Regions from separate parts of the Sus scrofa genome. Here region 1 is linked to region 2. The links are chromatin contacts, called in public HiChIP or PLAC-seq maps. All regions are on one chromosome and are shown on one strand. The core of a region is the stretch at or near the end of the contact, and the rest is flanking DNA. Distances in the headings are between cores, read along the strand shown.

Region 1 (3,350 bases), core at 769-3,268, 520 kb before region 2:
CACGTCAAGCCATTTTTCAATGTTCTCAGTAGTCACATTTTCCAATCCTTTGGTGTGCTGTAAAATGGTAGCCACAGCAGCCACTGAGATATCTTCTTCATCAAAGTCCAGGCCTACTTTCTCCTCTATGGCAGGGAGAATCTTCTTCCATGCTCTGCTAATGGTAACTGGCTTTACTAAATTCCACGCCACTGCTATTTCATAAAGTGCATCTAGCAGAGTGAGCTTCTTCCAGAATGATTTCAGGTCATTGCCTTCTTCCAAGTTGTTTTGGAGAAGACCTGCACGATAGTTTCTCTTCAGTGTAGCTATGACTCCTTGATCTGAGGGCTGAATCAATGAAGCCACATTAGGTGGTAAATATTTTGCAAATATTTGGCCATCATCTGATCTCAGGACGTTTTCATTTGGATGTGTTGGTGAATTATCCAACAAGAGCACAGCCTTCTCCTGTAAGCCTTTGGATCTTAAGTGCTCCCGAACTTGTGGCACAAAGATCTTATCAAACCATTGTCGGAAAATTGAAAGATCCATCCATGCACCTTTTTGGCTAAAATAAGAGACTGGCAGGTTTGAAGTGTCAGTTGACTTGAAAGAGCGAGGTTTCTTTGCTTTCCCTACAACACAAAGTTTAAGTTTGTGTAAACCTGTTGCATTGGCACAACACATGACAGTGACTCTTTCTTCAACTGACTTGTGCCCAGGGACTGTGCATTTACCTTTGATTACTGAAGTTCTGGAAGGCAGGCATTTCCAAAACAATCCAGTTTCATCTGCATTGTAGATTTGTTCTGGTTGCAAATTCTCTTGTTCAATAAAGTCTCGAAAGTTGTTACAAAAATCTTCCACAGCAGTCTCATCTCCGCTTAATCTTTCATTTCTAATATTAATCTCTCTAATGCTGTGTCGCTGCTTAAAACGCGTTAACCAACCGGCAGAAGGGTTAAAATCACCATCCATTCCCAAAGCATAAAAGAAGAACTCTGCCCTTTTTGCACAAATTGGCCCAGACACAGGATTCCCTTTTGCTCTTTGCTGGTTGAACCATTCTAGCATTGCTCTGTCCAGTTCCTCATACATGGATGGCTTCATAGATTTCCTCTTGGCCAGAAGACTTGTGGAATCAGAACTGCTTGCATAAGTTATAATCTTTTCTTTATTTTTTCTTATATCCCGTACTGTTGTCTCACCAATTCCATAAATCACTGCCAACTGCTTGGAAGAACCACCATCTTCAAGTTTCTTTATTATATCAAGCTTATCTTTAATAGTCAACACCACACGCTTCCTCTTCCCTGACATGGTGAAGCTCTGGCACTCAGGTACTCGGCCCACACTTACACGGAAGCAATCCACAAAATCCTGCCTTTTCTCACAGACTCACTTTAAAACAGTCTTACACACTAGTTCTTTCAACCTCACCAGGAACCTGGTGGCCCAGACCTCGTCCCCTCTGGGCTTGGCTGGTAAACAGACGGCAGAGGACGATCAGAGGGGAGAAGTTTGAGGGAACAGGCCTTTAACTTTAAATGGGCAGTAGAAGAGGCCCCAAGTCACCGCGGATAATACGGATTACAAACATTTGTTTTATTCCCACAGTGGCCGCAAGAAAGACTATAGCCCCACAAGCCTCCTTCAGGCCCGGTACCAGGTCAACGACCGTCACTAACCCCTGCCACACCCCAAAGTTACGGTGGAGAGCGGAAGAGCCAGGGAGTCGGGACTGGCCCCCTTCCCCAGGGGGACGGCTACGTTTGATTCCTCCCCCAGCCGCCAGCCCCTTCCACTGCAAGCCCCACCTCCCCGCGCTGGGTTTACTGGGCCTGCATAGTCCCCCCGGTCCCACACAGCCCGCCAAGCCCCTCTCCCCACCTCAGTAGGAACCAGGACCCTGCACCGCTCCCTGCCTAACGCGCGGCGACCGCTCCTCCCCCAGCACACGCTCCCGGAAGACGCCCCCTCCCGCCTCCAGGCCCCGCCTCTAGCCCCTCCCAGAGGCGGGACTTCCCCCCGGTCCCCGGAAGGAGGAGGGGCGTCGCTAGTCGGAACAGGACACCTGGGCGGAGGCAGGGGCGGAGGCAGAGGCGGAGGAGGATTGAAAGGTGAGGGCGCGGGGACGACGCGGGGCCAGCTCGGGGCGGGGACTAGCTCTCGCTTGGGCTGCTAATGGTTTATTATAGGGGCAGGGGAAGCCACGCCTCCCCGCGGGCAGGGAGAGAAAATTCCCGCCGGCTCTCTCAGGATGGGCGGGGCGGCTCCTCTGCGCGCTTCGCTACATTCGCGTGCCGCCCGGGCTGAGCTTCAGTGGGTGGGGTGCCAGTTCCTGGCGCGAAGGGGAAGTGGGCAGGACTGATACGCGGAGCCCGGGTGGTGATTTCGCGGGTTTCTGGCCTTTCCAGATTCTTGTTTGTTTTCTGCGGGGGGCCTCACTCCTCTAAGATCTAGGGGTTTGTGACGTCCCGCGAACGTCATCGCGAAGCTCTCTCTGAGGGTCCCGTTTCCTAGCTACAGTGCCCCTTCCTCGTGAGCGCGAGGGGCGGACTGGCCGGAGTGCTGCGCCAGGTGTCTGTGTCCCGTCGAGGAACCAGGTTTGTAATCGTGAAAAAGACTCTGGTGTTAAACTCCCAGGAGGATCTTTTCCTTCCCCGGCCACTCATCCCTGCTGAATTTAGCGAACCATCCTCAGTATTACAGATTTTGAATATTTCTCTGTGCGAAATTGTGGAGTAGTAAACCTTGGTTCTAAATAGAGGTAATTGGCTTTCCTCTCTTTATATGTTTCTTCATATTTTCCTATTTCTGTCTTGTGCTACCCTGGTTTCCAGCCAGTGGAAGAACTATGATACATTATTCACGGCAATGTGATAACATTAAAAAAATCATATTATGTAGCCTTAAAATCATGTGTTGTGCTGGCTTGTTTTCTTGTCCCTAGTAGTTTCATCAGATTGTGAGCTCCTTGAGAGTAGAGACCGTGTTGTTGATGTTTTTTCTAGTAACGCCACAGCTCCAAGCGTGCGCTGGCACGTAGTATCCATTCAGTGACTATTTCCTTGGTTTGTTAAGGTTTCTTCTCCAAACTGGCATATAAAAGGAAACACTAAGGAGGGGAAATGTTTTACAAATAGAATGCATCCCTTCTAGTGGAATTTCAAGAAATGGCTGAGGGTTCCACTGCCCTTAATTTTTTAAGTGTAAACCACCACCTACATTGTTTATAGAGCAAGTCCAAGAATTAATCTTTTCTTGGGGATGAATTAACCTCCAAGTATAGAATAACGGATAGTTCTTCTGATATTTCTTCTAGAATAAAGTGTATTAAGGTGGCACCAAAGTACCCTTTTTAGTTG
Region 2 (3,336 bases), core at 111-2,610:
TGAATTGCTCATCAGATTTATCAAATTTGATACTATTTGAAAATAAAATTCATCAATTTTGATAAAATTGATGTTAATCAAATGTATGATGAATTGAAAGATGAATTTATGATCTTTTTAGATCAGCTCAAATAATTTTAGGTACAAAAATTCACAGACTCTGAAGATTTTATAGTTGGGCAGTTTTGCAGATCTAGTACTAAGACCTTAAAAGTGAAGTTTACATTGTCTCCTTTAATGTATTTTTTTCTAGAGACAGCAGTGCCAATAGTTAATGACTTTCATAAATCAGTATCTAATTAAAGAATTAGACTAAGTTTTCCACATGCCGGAGTTGGTTTGAAAGAAAGGTGATCTTTTTTTTTTTTTTTTTTTTTTTTTTTTTTTTTTTTTGTCTTTTGTCTGTTTTTTAGGGCTGCACCCACGGCATATGGAAGTTCCCAGGCTAGGGGTCTAATTGGAGCTGTAGCTGCTGGCCTACACCACAGCAGTGCAGGATCCAAGCCATGTCTGCGACCAGTACCACAGGTCATGGCAACACCAGATCCATAACCCACTGAGTGAGGCCAGGGATCAAACTTGAAGCCTCATGGTTCCTAGTCAGATTCGTTTCCGCTGCGCCATGATGGGAACTCCAGGTGATGATTTTTCATAGCAGCCTTTTATATCCTAGGCTTTGGATCTAGTTAGAAAGCAGAGTTTTATAGAGTAATGTTTTAAAGAAGAATTATTAACAGAGAAACATGTTAAATGTGTTGCCATTTTCCCCCCTCTTTTTAAGGTTTTATCATGGATTCATCCTGAAAGTCAAGCCACAATCACTAGGTGTAGCCAGCCCATGGTAGGAGTGAGTGGGAAGCGAAGCAAGGAAGATGAAAAATACCTTCAAGCCATTATGGACTCCAATGCCCAATCTCATAAAATCTTTATATTTGATGCCCGGCCAAGTGTTAATGCTGTTGCCAATAAGGTGAGATCATCTTTTAACTAGTTAAGATTATAGTTACAGTTTCATGAATCAACTTGAATTTGGTAGGAGCCACATTATAGCATAAAGAGTTCAGGCTTTTCAGAAATAAAGATGTAGATTCTCATCCTGGCTCTCCTGTTTGATAGTATGATTGAGTCAGTTAATCTTTTTAGACTTTAATTTTCGTATTTAATGAGCATCAAAACAACTAACAAGAATTGTTTTAGGGGAAAAGTAAGTTGATAAAAAATAGTGCATAGCTCTGCTTACGTATGTAGAAATAGGTGTTCAGCACCTATGAGTTTCTCTCTGCCTTCTCCAAACTGGGCAGTGAGCTTATGGCTGACTGAAGTCTGCACGGCACTGTTGTAGAAATCATGAGGTGTTCTTGGTGACCAGTGCTGCCCTCTTCTGGCAGCCCTCCACCTGTACAAGCTATTCAGACTGAAGACTTGCAGTTGAGCAGTGGTCCTGATTGCTGCTATAGAGTAAATATTGGCATTATGGAAATAGAAATTCTGATTCAGTTGACAGTCTGTAATTCTGATCAGTTTAAACTCCTGATCTACCATTGGAGAAGGAAAGAGAAGAGATACAATTTAGCTTTACAAAATTATCTTGCATGAAGTGCCCGCTATGATGCAGAGGGTTAAGGATCTAGCACTGTATCCAGGGCAGCGTGCGTTCAATCCCTGGCCCTGCACAGTGGGTAAAGAATTTGGCATAGGTTGTAGCTGTGGCTTGGGTTTGATCCCTGGGCCAGGAACTTCCATAGGCTGTGGGTATGGCCAAAAAAAAAAAAAAAAAAAAAAGTTATTTTACAGATAAGCAAAAAAAAAAAAAAAAAACCAAAACAACAAAAACAAAAAAACACAAAAAACCCAAATCATACAACATCCTACATCTTAGAGAAATACCGTCAACCCTTGGTTATACTTGCAGACCTATGTGCATACCTATGCACACATATGTTTGAAACAGAAGAATGATTACAACTTCTTTTTTTAAATTGACACTGTTTTTTTTAATGCCAGTATATACTCATCTCTAACATTTTAATGGTATGATAACTAGTAACACCAGTTGTTTCTGGACCTTTAGGTTATTTGTGTTTTTGTTTTTTGTTTTGCTGTTATAAACAATGCTGGGATGATCATCCTTTAATTAAATTATGGAGCATGAATCTAATTATTTCTGTCCTTGTTTAGTGCTTTTGAGAACATTGTGAATTCCAGGCATTCTCTGTCAAACTGTATATTTCCCCTTAAAGGAAAAATGAGCCAATGTGTATATGAAGCCGGTACCCTAGAGACTAGCATATATTTTTCTAGTAATTTCTTGTTCTCTTCCCTAAACTTATACCATGAATTAGGAGGTATGAAACTTAGAATGTTCTCGAGGATGAAAGGAGGAGGAAAGAGTATAAAGCAGAAAAAGCAGTAAGGCAAGATGTTATATTCCTCATTTTTTTTTTTTTTTAATTGTCTTTTTGCCTTTTCTAGGACTGCTCCCGCCGCATATGGAGGTTCCCAGGCCTAGGGGTCTAATCGGAGCTGTAGCCACCGGCCTACGCCAGAGCCATAGCAACGTGGGATCTGAGCCGCGTCTGCGACCCAAACCGCAGCTCACAGCAACGCCGGATCCTTAACCCACTGAGCAAGGGCAGGGATCGAACCCGCAACCTCATGGTTCCTAGTCGGATTGGTTAACCACTGTGCCACGATGAGAACTCCGAAATATCTCTTTTTTAAAAAGACTTATGTTCACTTCTTTCAATTATTGGAACATTTTTCTGATTATAAAGCATGTCATAGACAACATAAAATCTAGGAAGGCATAAAAAAAGTAAAGAATAAGTAAGTAAAGAATAAATTATATCACTAAACTTCGATATATTTTTCTCACTGTTTTTTTTTTTCTGTGCATTTATGTATTGATTATTTTGTTATCATTGTTTTTCCTCTTAATGTTATAAGAATTACTTCTTTTCATCAAATATTCTGGAAAATACTTTAATAGTACTCATTATAAAGGTGTATCATTCTTCTTCTAATGATTTTTCTAATATTGGATCTTTAGTATTTTGAACATAGCTAAAATAAATATCTTCTGTTGGCATCTTTGATTATTTTCTTAAAATAGTTTCCTAGCTATTACAATTAGTATATCATAATTTAAAACATGCATTTTTTAAAGTTTTGTTACATATTCCCAGTGTTCTTCAGAAGTTTAATTCAGTTTACCAGCTTATCGTTTTATTGAGATATGATTGACATAGAATAGTGCATAAATTTAAGGTTTAGTATAACATAGTGATTCGATATATGTATATACTGTAAAATGAACACCACAGTAAGTTTTGTTAA

What was found. HiChIP or PLAC-seq counts read pairs in DNA pulled down with a chosen protein or histone mark.
Region 1: an H3K27ac HiChIP or PLAC-seq map of alveolar macrophages shows a contact between it and region 2. The contact joins the promoter of CCDC82 here to the enhancer-like site in region 2. A contact is called at or near these places in 3 of 5 promoter capture datasets (fetal liver, fetal skeletal muscle and liver), 29 of 47 Hi-C or Micro-C datasets (alveolar macrophages, blood, brain and 15 more) and 2 of 2 datasets of contacts at active chromatin or transcription factors (alveolar macrophages and skeletal muscle).

What each region holds. Positions count from the first base shown.
Region 1 is chr9:28,406,018-28,409,367 of Sscrofa11.1, reverse strand. CCDC82 (coiled-coil domain-containing protein 82) reads left to right here and starts at 2,018. Exons shown (of 9, transcript XM_021062697.1): 1 at 2,018-2,102.
Region 2 is chr9:27,883,610-27,886,945 of Sscrofa11.1, reverse strand. It overlaps MTMR2 (myotubularin-related protein 2), which reads left to right. Exons shown (of 16, transcript XM_003357252.4): 10 at 782-970. Among named protein-coding and RNA genes, the nearest start is that of FAM76B, 72 kb to the right of the region's middle. Within about 2 kb of position 1,360, at least 6 of the 83 cell types and tissues checked have an H3K27ac peak or open chromatin away from gene starts, as enhancers often do. A contact at or near this core is called in alveolar macrophages, where this site is marked.